2 separate regions of the Sus scrofa genome follow, and region 1 is linked to region 2. The links are chromatin contacts, called in public HiChIP or PLAC-seq maps. All regions are on one chromosome and are shown on one strand. The core of a region is the stretch at or near the end of the contact, and the rest is flanking DNA. Distances in the headings are between cores, read along the strand shown. Region 1 holds the start of SEC11A (signal peptidase complex catalytic subunit SEC11A). Region 2 holds the start of ZNF592 (zinc finger protein 592).

Region 1 (4,567 bases), core at 744-3,243, 35 kb before region 2:
TAAAACACTATAATTTTGAAAACTGTGAAGCAGACAAAAAAAATTACATATAATAAACAAAAATCTTGAGTAAGGTGTTAAAAAATCAATTAAAACTCAAAGCTCAAAAGAACATATAAACTCTGTGATTCCATTTATATAAAACGCAAACCCATCTATACTGACAAGAAAGCAAGCCAGTGGTTGCCAATTGCTAGAGATGAACTACAAAGGGGCACAAGATCTTGTGGGTGATAGAAACGTTCTGTATGACTGTAATGGATGCAAATAATTACAGAAACATATTAACTGATACACTTTAAATGGATGGAATTTATTGCACTAAAGTAATCCTTTGTGAACCTGGTAAGAAGAAAAAGAAAAACTACAACTCAAATTAATCAGACATTAGATGAGATATATTTAGGCATAAATGGAAAAGTTACACAAATGACAGCAATTTTAGAGGGCTAAAACCAAACTTCTAGTTTCCCTCTTTTCATCTAATTAGCTCTCGGTACCTAGAGTCACTATCATTTTTTCCCCGAGATATTATGTGCAGGTAAAAGCTCATTTCATAACTTATCCTTGCCCCATCCCCATGCTATCCAATTCTTCCCATTTCCTAACAATCTCTGGCAGGTAGCTCATTTTCTTAATCTGTGTAATGGGAATAACATTATCTACCTCACAGGTATAGCAAGAGCTTAAAAGTAATTGCCTTGCCTTAGTCATTTTCTACACATTATACTCCTTGAAGGCAGATCTGTAAAAAGGTCCGAGGCAATCAAAACTAGGCTCCACAGACACAGGTGCAGAAGACAAAAAGGAGTAACTTTTCCAAGTGTGCCCCTTACAAAAGTATTCCTAGTACCCTCTAGAATACGATCTATAAGTTCAAGACAGAGCAAGGTTTAAGGACAATACCAGGAGATCTAAATCTCAAGATCCCTGTGCCACTAATACTGGGAGGTATACCCGAGGATTCTGAGGGCTGCCACCTTAATGCGAAGTGACTCACGAGCAAGTAGAGTAACTGTTCAAACTCTGAACTCGGAGGTGGTTCAGGGAAGTCCGCGCAGCCCGCTGCTCTAGAAAGGCTGCAACTGCTGAAAGTAGCAAAATGGCTTTTGTTGGGCCTAACCGCCTTCCGGAGCACCCCCAAAGTCAGAGCAGAAGTGAACTAACTGCTAAACCTAGTTGCCAGAATCCACTGGAAGTCGCTGCAATTGGAGAAATCATGAGTTTGCCGCCTTATCAAGTTTAAAACAATAAGTAACCCCAACTCCCACTTACAAAATACCCTACTGTTTCCTCTTGCTCCCCTGCCTCATCGTGGGGAATGGAACGAGAAGACCAGGCTTCCTGCTCCGCCCATAGAAGGCCCGGAATCAGCTAGGGGCTAAAAATTGGGGACGGATAAAGCTACCTCTGGCCACAGACTCTACAATGAGATGGTGTAATCCCAGCGTCAGACCCGTTCAGGCCCTCACACTGGGGCCCAGAGATCCGCGGGGCACCGCAGCAGCAGCATTCGTGGGACTAGGAGAACGGTAGGTGGCCAACCTCACCTGCCGCTTGTTCATCCGCCGCACATCGTCCAGAAAATCTAGAGACAGCATGGCGCGGCTGGCGAGGGGACGCGAGCAGTAGGAGAGACGAACTGTGTTACCAGCGGCAGGAACGGCTGGCTCACCGGCCGCGCTCACACTGGACAGGACCCCGCGGCGCCCGCACTTCCGCTTCCGGGGCGGAACCGGGGCAGCCCTGCCCCTTCGCTGCGGAAAACAGACAAAGGGACGCGTGACCTTCCTAATCCAGCCTCTTGGCCTAGCTTCGCTGTAGAAGGGCTTTCGTATCCGGTACCTCGGCTGCTGCAAACAGACCGAAACCCACTTCCCCACCTCAGCCCCGCGGCCCCACACGGAGGCGGCCACTCGGGTTTAGCTAGAAGGCCTCCCTGCAACCTCCAGAAGGCGGGCCCTGGTGCACACCTGGCTAATAGGGAGCTGTGTCTCTGGGGTTTGCGAGTAGAACCGGCCTGTGATTGGCTGGCGCGTTCAAGCCGGGGCCGCGGGCCTGGGTGTGGCCCTGGACATTTCCCCAGCCCGGCCTCCTCTGGTAGGGCTGGTCTACCGAGCTAAGGGAAACTGAACGGCTCTGTTTCAGTAGTGCTGTTGGGTAAGGGCGGAATATATGAGAGACTTGCAAAGCACTGCCTGAACCTTTCAGGAGTTTAGGAAACTCTTGGTTTGAGAGAAAACAACCCGGTAGGATTAGAAAACTAATGTGACAGTGTGAAAAGACCATCTGTGGTGCGGATTGTCAGGTAGTCAGTCCCTTCCTCCTTTATTTTGACCTAACAGGATCTGATAGTATCCCTGAGAAGAATCTCCTGTTTTGTTTTTTGTTTTTTTTTTACCTTGGGCACCACAAGGTGACTCTTATCGCTTATTGCTGTCTGTACAGCTCTTCCTTGGCTTACCTCCCAATGAAACCATCATAAATTGAAATTATAAGTTGGGAGTTTCCATTGTATCTCAGAGGGTTAAGAAGCCGGCTAGTATCCCTGAGGATGCGGGTTGGATCCCTGGCCCCCAGCTTTTTAACAGTACCAGACTCTTTTCTTCATATGTTTTAACACGTACAAACAATACATGCGTACATTCTCATTGTAAAAGATTAAAACATGACAGGCAATCTAGCCACTCCACTGCTGGCTATATACCTGAAAGAATTCAAAGCAGGGTCTTGAAGAGCTGTTTGTATACCCATGTTCATAGCAGCATTATTCACAATATTTAAAAAGTGGAAGCAACTCAAATGTCCCTTAATGAAGGAATGAATAACAAAGGAAGTATAAACATACTATGGAATATTATTATGGCTTAAAAAGGAATGAAGTCCTATATGCTACCACATGGGTGAACCTTGAGAACATTATTCTAAGTGAAATAAGCCGAATACAAAAGGACAAATACTGTCTGAGTCCCTTATATGAGGTACCTAGAAGTAGTCAGATTCAGAGACAGAAAGTAGAACAGTGGTTCAAGGGTTAGGGGGAGGAGGAAATGGGGAGTTGCTTAATGGATACAGAATTTTAATTTTTCAGGATGGAAAAGTTCTGGAGATTGCTTGCACAGCAATGTGAATGTACTTGACACCACTGAACTCTACTCTTAAAAATAGGTAAGATGGTACATTGTTTGTTATGTGGATTTGACCACAATTTGAAATTAAAAAGCGAGTAGAATGTGATGGTTCTTTTTGCTCTTAGAGAGTCTTTTAGAGAGTCTTAGAGAGTCTCTCCCCTCTCTAAACCCATCATCACTATTAAAAGTTTTGGAGAGTTCCCCTTGTGGCTCAGCAGTAACTAACCTGACTAGTATCCATGAGGACTCAGTTTCAATCCCTGGCCTTGCTCAATGGGTTAAGGATCCATCATTGCTGTGAACTGTGGTGTAGGTTGAAGACACAGCTCAGATCTTGTGTTGCTGTGGCGTAGCTGCAGTTCTGATTCTACCCCTAGACCAGGAACCTCCATATGCCTCAGATGTGGCCCTGGAAAGCAAAAATAAATAAATAAATAAATAAATAAATAAATAAAGGTTTTTGCTGGAGTTGCCGTCGTGGCACAGTGGTTAACAAATCTGACTAGGAACCATGAGGTGGCCGGTTCAAACCCTGGCCTTGCCTAGTGGGTTAAGGATCTGGCGTTGCTGTGAGCTGTGGTGTAGGTTGCAGACGCGGCTCAGATCCTGCATTGCTGTGGCCCTGGCGTAGGCCGGTGGCTACAGCTCTGATTAGACCCCTAGCCTGGGAACCTCCATATGCCGAGGGAGCGGCCCTAGAAAAGGCAAAAAGACAAAAAAAAAAAAAAAGTTTTTGCTTTTGTTTTTTTGGCCACACCCTCAGTATTCTGAAGTTCCAGGGCCAGAGCCTAGGCTGTAGCAAAGAGCAGCAGTGACAACACAGGATCCCTAACCCACTGTGCCTCCAGGTAATTCCAACAATTTTCCCTTATAGTGCTTTTTCCCCATGTACTTAAAGTTTACACTCATTTTTTCACATAATTGGGATCACACTATACATTTCCTTTCAGTTTTTGCTCTCTTCCACTTCAGTGAGTTCTCTAGTCACATGACTGGGCAAATATCTCCTAATCTATCAGCATTTTTCCAACATGAGATCCCTGGACCAGTGATATATCAAGTTATCTACAGGCTATTTCAGCAGGAAGAGAAACTTTGTTCCCATCTATTTCATAAATTTTAAATGTCAGATTAATTAGGATTTTCTCAGAAACCATGTTATATCTCAATAGTCATTTCGCTCTTAAAAGTTTATTTTGTATTGGCTCTATAGTTTATCTCAGCTAATGTTCAGTTGGTAGGATGTAGTTAATCTAAAGTAATGTATTATTTTGTAATATGTGTTATTTATGTGCTGAATTTGAAATTTCATTGTGTTGTAGTTTATTTCAATTCATAAAAATGGATCATTAATCAGATCAGTTAGTTGAAAATTATCTAAGTCAGGATGCTGAATATTTTCAAACTCAGTAAAAAAGGTGTAAGTAAAGCATTGC
Region 2 (4,486 bases), core at 1,915-4,414:
CTTCTGCTGACATGCGGAAGTTCTTGGGCCACAGCAGTGACAACACTGCTTAGTGGGTTAACACTTCCTTAACCCACTAGGCCGCTAGGGAACTCCAAAAATCCTATTTTAAAATCTGTGTGATACACATTTATGTATGTTTCTATATTATAGGCTGGTATCATATCCTTTTACAATGTGCTTTTAATTTAATCAATCAATTAATTTTTTCTTTTTTGTCATTTTAGGGCTGCACCTCTGGCATATGGAGGTTCCCAGACTTGGGGTCAAATCAGAGCTGCGGCCTCTGGCCTACACCACAGCCACAGCAACACCAGATCCGAGGTGCATCTATGACCTACACCACAGCTCATGGCAACTCTGGATCCTTAACCCACTGAGCAAGGCCAGGGATCGAACCTGTGTCCTCATGGATGCTAGTCAGATTCATTTCCGCTAAGCCATGATGGGAACTCCCTACAATGTGTTTTTTAATTACAAGTATTTCCCATGTCATTAGTATTTTTCTTCAACATGATTTTTAAAGATTATAGATGAGGAGTTCCCATTGTGGTACAGCAGAAACAAATCCGACTAGTATTCATGAGGATGTGAGTTCAATCCCTGGCTTCCCTTAGTGGGTCTGGGATCCAGCATTGCCATGAGCTGTGTTGTAGGTCACAAACATGGCTCAGCTCCTGAGTTGCTGTGGCTGTGGTGTAGGCCGGCAGCTGTAGCTCCAATTCTACCCCTAGCCTGGGAACTTCCATATGCCTTGGGTGCAGCCCTTAAAAAAAAAAAAAAAAAAAAAAAAAGCAAAACAAACAAAAAAAGCCAAAAAGATTACAGATGAACTATAATTTAACAATCACATAACACTGGGCATTTTGCTTGTTTTCACAAGCATGGTGCTGTCTTTTGGGGAAATACAAATGGAGTGGTTTAAAAATCCAGAAAAGACAGGGAATTCCCATTGTTGCTCAGTGGTGAACAAATCCGACTAGGAACCATGAGGTTGCGGGTTTGATCCCCGGCCTTGCTAGGTAGTGTTAAGGATCCGGTGATGCCGTGAGCTGTGGTATACGTCACAGACACAGCTCACATCCCACGTTGCTGTAGCTGTGGTGTAGGCCAGCAACTACAGGTCCAATTAGATCCCTAGCCTGGGAACCTCCATGTGCCACTAGTGCGGCCCTAGAAAAGCCAAAAAAAAGGTAAAAAACCCCTAACAACTGGAGTTCCTGTTGTGGCTCAGTGGTTATCGAATCTGACTAGGAACCAGGAGGTTGCAGGTTTGATCCCTGGCCTCACTCAGTGGGTTAAGGATCTGGTGTTGCTGTGAGCTGTGGTGTAGGTTACAGACATGGCTTGGATCCTGGGTTGCTGTGGCTCTGGTGTAGGCCGGTGGCTACAGCTCCAATTCGACCCCTATCCTGGGAATCTCCATATGCCACCGGAGTGGCCTAAGAAATGTCAAAAAGACCAAAAAAAAAAAAATCCAGAAAAGACAACCTTAAGACCACTAGAACATTAAAAATATAAAATTAAATCTTAATAAAATAAATGGAGTGGTATCCAAGGTATAGTGACAAATTTCCTAAAAGGGCAATTGGGGCCAGTGATTATTTAGAGAACTCCAAGTTCCCCCATGAATCTTTGGAAATATTGGCAGAGATCTTGGGTTTCCCAGAGCCAACTACATGTAAGTTTTAAAGGGCAGTGACCCCAGCAGGATTATGGTTGACTTTGGGGGTCATCCAGGTCACTGAACCATGGGAACATGCCTGGCTGAGTATGCATACCTCCCCACCCTAAAATATTTATTTCTATCTTTGTGTATCCTTTAAACCTGGTTGGAAGAAGTGTGCCTCTTCTCAGATTTCTTAGCACCCCCCCATCTCGTTTTCCTTTTATGAGATCATGCACCATTAATTATTCTCTCTCATCTTTTTATTCTCCCCTATCAGCTCTTTTGAGTGCACCTCCTCAATTTAAAAGAAAAAAAAAATCACCTTTCTCCTCTGCTCCAACTACCCCTGGAGCTATACATAAGGCCTGCTTTTCTTCCCCTCTCCCTGCCAAACTTCGGGAAAGAACCACCACCCTTTTTACTGCCTTCAGCGCTTCACTACCACTTACTCCCTACTCAAGAGCTCAGCTCAGCTTAGAGTCTGGCCCACAGTCGGACCGGGCTGAAAGTTCCACCCCTCTTGAAGATTGGCCTGTCCTTCCCCGTTCTTCAGACGCACTTCTCCACGGTTGGCAGTGGGTGCTCACTGCCAGACACCAGGGCCTCATCTCTGGGTTCTCACACTATCACCTGGCTGTTGCCTTAATTCCGCCTGTCTCCAGGTACGCTGGGCTCTTGGAAGGTCCTGCTGGTCACCTTCTGGGCCATCTGCCCACCTCTCCGTTCTCACCTTGCACAGTCCTAGCTTCCCCTGTAACTCGGAGGTCTCGCCGTCTATACCCTGGGAGGCACCCGTTGCCAGGCCTTCAACTCTGTTCACCGCGGGTCTCACGGTTCCTCCAGAGGCTCCATTCCTCCGGGCCTTCGTGCAGGTCTCTAGATATAGCAATGACCCAACATTGAGGGCGCACCTAGTAAGCGCCAGGCCCATGCCCCCTCTGCTACCTTTCACATAGCTGCCTACTAGGCTCCACTAGTGCCAGATCTGAGGGAAGAGGACGCCGTCTCAGCTCCTGAGGCGCTCGCCCTCCGCTAGGGCGACACAGCCGCGTAGGCAGATCGTGGCCCTCTAGTGGGAGACCTCGGCCCCGACCTCGGCCCTGCCCGGGAGGCGCGTCAGAGGACGAGAGGCCCAAGTCGCGGAGAGCGGCCGCTGGGCCGGTACCGCTCCGGGTGCTCTGCTGGGCAGGAGAGGCAGGCGAGCCCGCGGGCCGGGCCCGGGTCCGCGAGGTTGGGGTTCTATTTCTTCCCCGTGCCTCCCCTGCCCCGCCCGCCGCCGTCGGGTCGGTGCCGCGCAGCCCGCCCGGGACGGGAGGCGGGAGGCCGAAGGCAAGAGGCGAGAGGCCGGGCCCAGACTGGGGCTGGGGCAGCCGCTCAGCCACACCGCCCTGGGCCGGGCGCCCAGGTCCGAGTCGCCTTCCGCCTCCCCCCACCCCCCCGCGGCCCCAGCCAGGTCCCGCCGCCAGGCCGGCTCCCGCCCCCGCTCCGCCCCCGGAGCCGCAGCCCCGCCCGCCACCGCCGTCGCCATGTTGTGGCTCCCGCAGCCGGCGCTGGGGACGCGCGCGGCCGAGCCCGGGGCCTGCAGCCGCCGCCGCCGCCAGGTAAGCGCCCCCCGCGGGCCGGGCCGGGCGGGGCTTGTGGGCCGGGGCCGCCGCCGAGGCCGCCCTAGCCTGAGCCGGGGCTGAGCGGAGCCGGGGCCGAGCCCGCGCCCGCGCCGAGGCCCGGCCCTGCAGCCAGGCGGACCCTGCTCGCCGCCCGAGGCGGCAGCCACTTCCCCCGACCGCCGCCTGGCGGGCCCCGGCCGCCACCCCACCCCGCCCCCGGCCGACGGGCCGCCTGCCCCTTCCGCCGCCCCGACCCGCCGCTACCCGGCTGGGCGGGCATGCTGCTGTCCTCCTGGCGCGGGACGGGCGGCCGCCCTCGGCGTCGGCCCACGGCCCCCTGCCCGGGCACGGATAACGGTGCCACTTTCCCCCGCTGGGGCGTCCTGTCAGTCGGACCGTCTGGGCCGCCCGAAGAGCTGTCGCCGTCCCGGAGTAGACACTTGGGGGATCGACCTTTTTTGGCGCCCCTCCGTTCCCCTTCGCCCCCCCCCGCCCAAGTTCTGACCCCGGGGGAGGTTTCATCGGGAGCAGACAGGTATTCCTGCCCCGGAGTTGGGGGCCCAGGGAGTGACCAGGCCTGTTGATCAGGGTGGAGGTTGTCTCTGCAGGGGCTTTTCCTGCCAACCTGAGGGGGAGGCTCAATGTGACCCGAGGGAGGACGGGGAGCGTCTGCTGGACAGATGGCCTCCTGGCCTTGGATCAGCGCGTGTGAGGGGGAGGGGTCTGTACGACCTGAGGTGTGCCTGCTTCTGAGAACCCCAGGATTATCAGAACTGCTCAGGGATTTTTAACTTTTTTTTTTTTTTTTCTTCTCCATTTTTTCTTTTGCGTAGGCCAGAGATGGCATTAAAAAGCCTGGATTGGAGTAAATTCACAGACCCACCCAGGGCAGTATGTCTAACACCCAGGACTAGTCTAGAATAGAACTGGAGGAGGGGACTTGGGGGTAAGATGGTATTTGGCTTAGGGTTGGCCCACTTGCCTTCAGCTCTGTGTTCCTGGAAGGGCTGTCTGGTGCATCTGTTGGTGTGTAGAGTGTGGCTAAGGATACAGGATGTGGACATGCCTGGCCTGGTGGGTACTTGGTAGGATTTCAGGGATCTGTTTCCTCAAACTCATAGGTACACTACACAGTGAAAGAGAGCAGGAAGCAAGGTGCTAGCACACACATTTTGATCATTTTCCAATGTTTCCACTGGTCGTGGCTTTGATT

Evidence for each region. HiChIP or PLAC-seq counts read pairs in DNA pulled down with a chosen protein or histone mark.
Region 1: an H3K27ac HiChIP or PLAC-seq map of alveolar macrophages shows a contact between it and region 2. The contact joins the promoter of SEC11A here to the promoter of ZNF592 in region 2. A contact is called at or near these places in 1 of 5 promoter capture datasets (liver), 10 of 47 Hi-C or Micro-C datasets (alveolar macrophages, blood, heart right ventricle and 3 more) and 2 of 2 datasets of contacts at active chromatin or transcription factors (alveolar macrophages and skeletal muscle).

What each region holds. Positions count from the first base shown.
Region 1 is chr7:52,826,693-52,831,259 of Sscrofa11.1, reverse strand. It overlaps SEC11A (signal peptidase complex catalytic subunit SEC11A), which reads right to left and starts at 1,993. Exons shown (of 7, transcript XM_021098904.1): 1 at 1,974-1,993; 2 at 1,551-1,757. The coding sequence starts at 1,601.
Region 2 is chr7:52,792,628-52,797,113 of Sscrofa11.1, reverse strand. ZNF592 (zinc finger protein 592) reads left to right here and starts at 3,164. Exons shown (of 11, transcript XM_021098901.1): 1 at 3,164-3,270.